2 separate regions of the Mus musculus genome follow, and region 1 is linked to region 2. The links are chromatin contacts, called in public HiCAR-type maps. All regions are on one chromosome and are shown on one strand. The core of a region is the stretch at or near the end of the contact, and the rest is flanking DNA. Distances in the headings are between cores, read along the strand shown.

Region 1 (2,700 bases), core at 131-2,630, 75 kb before region 2:
CACGTGGTCGATCGTATTGATCACAGAACCTCTGGTACCAAATTCCTATGAAGTTTACCTTTCTCATTACTGTAGTCAGATACAGAACAATAAGCAACTTGAGCTTATAGTCCCTTCTGTTCACAGCTCACAGGATGCCATCCATTGTGACAACAAAGGCACAGGGTGGGGTTGGAGGTGGTTGGGGGGTGGGGCGAGTGGGGCGTGGGGACGAGGTATATGGGGGTGGGGAGGAAGGGCCTCTGGAGGCTGCTTGCTCCTCTCTGAACAGAACAGGGGGCCGAGAATGGGGGTTCTTGCACTCACTCAGCTTTCTCCTCTTTTCCTTTTTATCCAGTTCAGGGTTCCAGTCCAGTGGATAATGCAATCCACACTTGGGGAAGCAGTCTCGCAGATGCACCCACAGGTATTACCCACTAACGCTCTAGGGATTTCTTACTGCAATTACGTTGATGATCAGAATGAAGTGTCACAACCCTTGAGGCTACCTACTCATCATGGTAAGGGGTGTACAGGACAGCAGCGTCCCTGGTGGCTGCTCACACATCTCTTCCACAATGTCCCCCTTTTTTTTAACTGAGCAGCATGTTCACCGGTGGGTGCAGAGGGCCCTGGGAAGGGTGGCCTTTGGTGGGCTGGGTCCATAATCAGCAGAGAGTGGGAGGAGAACAAGGATGCTGGGAGCCACATTCACCTGACGTTATTCATCCCCCAAATCAATAAACAGAGCCCAGGTGTCACGATTTCTAAACAGAATGGAATCGCTGATCATTTTTCACAGCTGAAAGTTCTGGCCTGGGATCTCTGTGCAACATCTCTAAGGGCTTCGGGACTGCTCGGTACTGCTCACTCAGCCCAGCAAGGAAAGGAAACTCACCCGCTGTGCACTCCTCCTCCTCCTCCAACATCCCCTGGAGCTAAAACCTGCAGAGATCCCAAGATGTGCCTTGACCCAGGGAAGAACTAAGGGGAAGTGGAATTAGATAGGACCCACTCATTGCCCCTTATATCTACTTATCTCCGTTTCAGAAAGGTGGTAGGTTTGGTGATTTGCCACTAGGGAGAGTGGGTGATGGTCCTCAGGTCACAGAGAAGACCTGACTTAGAAGGCTGGTTACTGTCCCTTATCCCTTGGACACATCAGGGCCTGTCCAGTGGGAGCAGCATCCCTATTAGGGCCCCCTCAGGCACTCGGGTTTCCACTGAAACTGCAGCCCTGTCCTCAGCAGTCCAAGCAGATTCCTCACAATGTCAAAAAGCAGGGCAGAGAGCGTCCCGTGACAGCGAGGAGGGAGAGCCCCCGCATCAGCTGCAGTCTGGATGACACTGTGAGGGCTGAAGCTGTGTCCCTGCGAGTTAAGCCACTGCTAAAAACAGCCGTGGAGACAGGGCTGGTGAAGCAGAAGGACATACAGATGGAGCAGGCCACCTCCTCCTCGTCCCCAGGGCCCAGGTGCTGTCTGCAAGCAGCTACCCTAATGGTGCCATCCTGGGATGCCTGACATTCCTCATCTGTGCACCTCAAGAGGGCCTGCTTAAGGAGACAGAAAGATGGACAGATGGGGGAGAGGAGGACATGGGGGCTACAGTGATGGGAAGAGGGAGGAGAGAGAGAGCAGGAGAGAGGGAGGGCTGGGAAGGACAAAGAAGGTAGGAGAGAGAGAGAAAAGGAGGAGGATGGGAGAGAGGTGCAGAGGGTCAGGAAATGGAATAAAAGTAGGTAGCAGTGGGGGATGAGGAACTGGGGATAGCCACTGGAGGGTCCCAGACGCCAGGGAAGCAAGAGGCTCTCTGGACCCAGTGGGGATGACTTTAGCTGAAATGTGCAGTGAAGGGGAGATAGAACCTGTAGAGACCACCTCTAGTGGATAGGCATGGTCCCCGGTCGAGGGATGATGGAACCACCCATCCATCTCAAAGTTTTAAACCAGGAAATGTTCCTGTCCAAAGGAAAGACAGGGATTTTTAAAAAAATGGAGCAGAGACTGAAGGAAGGGCCATCCAGGGGCCTCCCCATCTGGGGATCCATCCTGTCTGCAGACACCAAACCCCAACAACACTGCTGCTGTTACTAAGAGGCTGACAGGAACCTGGTGTGGCTGTTCCTTGGGAGGTTCTGCCAGCAACTGACCAATGCAGATGTGGATGCTTGGAGCCCACCATCAGACTGAGCCTGGGGACAGCCCCCCCCCCCCCCCGCCAGAGGAGCTGGCAGAAGGCTTGGAGAAGCAGAGGGGGATTGTAACACCATGGGAAGAACAATGTGGGGTGATCGGATCACCCAGTGCTCCCAGGGACTAGATCACCAACCAAGGAATGTACAGGGAGGGGCCCATAGCTCCAGATACATAGGTAGCAGAGGATGGCCTTGTCTGACATCAATGGGAGGAGAGGCCCTTGGTCCTGTGGAGGTTTGATGCCTCAGTGTAGGGGGATGCTGGAGTGGTGGGGTGAGAGAGGGTGGGTAGGTGGTAAAGCACCCTCATAAAGGCAAAGGGACAGGAAGAGAGGGCAGATGTGGGATGGGGGGGGGCTGTGGAGGGGTAACCAGGAAGTGGGATATCATTTGAGATTTAAATAAATGGAGTGATTAAAAAAAAAAAACAGAGAGAGCAGGGTGTGGTGGTGCACGACTTTAATCCCAGCACTTGGGAGGCAGAGGCAGGTGGATTTCTGAGTTTGAGGCCAGCCTGGTCTACA
Region 2 (2,700 bases), core at 135-2,634:
CTTCTTACTAGGACCACAGTGAGGCCCAATGAGGGCTCACCCTATGGACCTCTAAATGCACTCACACCCATCCATGTAAGCACCGTTCATTTACCCTCTATGGTGGTTACACTTACTGCCGACCTGACTAACTTTATATTACCTAGGGAATTGTGGATACACATCTCTAGGTGTGTCCACTTGCGCAATTCTGAAGAGGGTTAACTAAGCAAGCAGGACCTCTCATGAATGGGCATGTACCATCCTCTAGGGTGAGGGCTCAAAAGGATAAATGCGAAGGAAGGTGAAAGGCAGAAGGCAGGTGAGCACGGACATTTCTCTTCTCTCTGCGTGTCCCTCAGCCAGGATGTGAACTTCTCTGTTCTCTTCCATGATGCTCTCTTCGCCATGATAAAAACTGAACCACATTTTTATCAAGTCTTTAAAATTCTCTTCTGGTGATGGATTTAGCTAGAGTGATGAGAAAGGTAACTAATACGTCATCCATCTACCCACAAACCTATCCTTAAGTACATGCTTGGACGCTGCACACAGGTGCAGGAATAAGTAAGGGGTGGTTCCAGGCTCTTTCTAATGCAATGACTGTCATGCAGTATATTCAGGGCTGCATCACAAAACTGAGAGGACTCAGAGGAGGTAGAGCACATCCCACCCACAGACCCTTCTCCTTCAAACCTTTCCCAGAAACCAATCTCCTATCATGCTCACCCTCGTGCCCACTTTCCCTGAAGTACAAAGTTCTGCTAAAGAGCATGGGTAAACTCCTCCAGATGCCATGCTCCCCAAAGCACCCCCCCCAGGGGCCTTTCCATTCTAGAGTCCTCTGGGTTAGCTGTTTGGGAACTGGGCTCAGAGACAGATGCTATTGCCTATGAACCAAGAGTCCTCTGAGGCATCGTTTCTCAATCCTGGCCTTCAAGGGAGGTCCAGTTTGACTTCATCTTTCTGCCATGATTTGCTGATATGTCTCAAAGCAGACAGGATGAGGAGAGCCATACTGCTGAGAACATTTCATTCTGATCTTTTTTTTTTTTTTTTTTTTTTGAATCTGAATAGAGGACAAATTAAAGTTTGCTGAGCAATCAGCTGTGAGTTATAAAAACTATAAAATCTCCAAGAAGCCGGTTTGTGCTCATCCTGAGAATCCGTTTCCTGGCGATGCTTCACACTTCCAAGGATTGGAGCCCAGAGACAGGTCAACTCTAAGGTCGCTGTGATTCTTCAAGAATGGCCAAAATGACAGCGAGAATGGCTCACGTAATTGAAGTGGCCGTGGGTGGGAAGGACACTTGAATTTGGCTATTTGGAACTCTGACTCAGAAGACACAATTTGTATCTCCCTGGCAGGGATACTTATCCAACCGTGGCCCTGTGTCATCTGGTTCTGACTAATGGCCGTGACTAGTTGAGAGGGATCATTCTGATTCACACCATCATAGTCGTAGTTGTCCTCCATTTAGACTTTGAGCAAAGCATCCCCTTTTGATATGCAAACGAGGGCCCAGATTTGGGGGTTCTTTGCAATAGAGAAGAAGGAAATGGCTTGAAATGGGAAGCAGCTGGATGACAGGGGCACGGAACCACTCTTCACAGAGACAGGAATGGAGTCCAGCGTCGGGTACTTGATGGCCTCAGCAGACTGGCGTCACCATGGCTCTACCCAAGCATTGCTGTGCTCATGAAGGGCCCTGCACATTTGCTGTGGGTCGAGGATGGCTGGGATGTGTGTCCCTGAATGATGCATGCATTGAAACTTGATCCCCGTTGTGAGGGTATGAAAATGCAATCCCACTTTGTTTAGAGGTGGGGCCTCTCGGAGCTGATGGAGACACCATGAGGTGATGAGGATGGAGCCCCGCCCTGCCACTGAGTACCAGGGGCTCCATAGGAAAGAGAGACTGGAGGATGGGTGGACACAACTGTCCCACATCTATAAGCAGGTGCCAATCTCGGACCAGTACCCTGAGCTGAGTGAACTCCTTTATTCTGCCTAAGGCACTTAGTTATAATCATGAAAAATAGACTGACACCAAAAGCAAAATAAGAAAGGATGATAAAGTTTGGAAAATTGGGGTCCTAACCTCTGCCTCCCTGTTAGGTTAAATCATTTTCCAAACACTTAACAAGTGAGCTTACATGGATCCTGCTGAGAGCACAGAAAGCCAAATGACCCATGCATCATGAATGGGGAACTCTCTCTGTCTCTGTGTGTGTCTCCCACCCTCTTTCTGTCTCAGTCTCTGTGTGTGTGTCCTTCTCTCCCTCTTTCCCTCCCTCTTCTCTTTCCTCTCTTTCCCTCTTTCTCTGGTCCTCTCCCATGAGGCAACCTCTTAAAACACTTTTTTTTTTTTTTTTTTTTTTTTTTTTTTTTTTGGTGTCTGACTGCAGAAGTCCTGGCTCAGCACAGGTCAGAGCTCCATGACCATGCCTGTGAGACAGAGAATCTGACACCTCACAGTGTCCTTGTGAAGACAACGTCAGGGCACAGCCAACCGCATCCTGAGGGCTGAAGGCAGCCGTGGTCGACTTTTGTATGTCCACCGAATAAAATGGATTTTCTATTTTAGATCCTTGCAAAAGGAAAACAACAATTCAATGGACGTTTTTGTTTGTTAGTTTGTGGTTGTTGTTGTTGTAGTAGTATAAAAACCAAAGAAAAACAAAAACAAAATCTCTAAACTGAAAATATCGCCTGTGTGG

Evidence for each region. HiCAR-type assays count read pairs that join an accessible place to other places.
Region 1: a HiCAR-type map of PVALB interneurons shows a contact between it and region 2, with 2.6 times the contacts expected there. The contact joins two enhancer-like sites. A contact is called at or near these places in 3 of 484 Hi-C or Micro-C datasets (cerebral cortex, forebrain and peritoneal macrophages), 1 of 115 datasets of contacts at active chromatin or transcription factors (PVALB interneurons) and 1 of 9 other capture datasets (embryonic stem cells).

Annotation. Positions count from the first base shown.
Region 1 is chr16:90,579,266-90,581,965 of GRCm38.p6, reverse strand. No RefSeq gene overlaps it. Among named protein-coding and RNA genes, the nearest start is that of Gm36001, 30 kb to the right of the region's middle. Within about 2 kb of position 1,380, at least 9 of the 459 cell types and tissues checked have an H3K27ac peak or open chromatin away from gene starts, as enhancers often do. A contact at or near this core is called in PVALB interneurons, where this site is marked.
Region 2 is chr16:90,504,080-90,506,779 of GRCm38.p6, reverse strand. It overlaps Gm35882 (a long non-coding RNA gene), which reads left to right. Exons shown (of 3, transcript XR_003951976.1): 2 at 1,057-1,257; 3 at 2,389-2,621. Among named protein-coding and RNA genes, the nearest start is that of Gm35882, 3.6 kb to the left of the region's middle. Within about 2 kb of position 1,384, at least 5 of the 459 cell types and tissues checked have an H3K27ac peak or open chromatin away from gene starts, as enhancers often do. A contact at or near this core is called in PVALB interneurons, where this site is marked.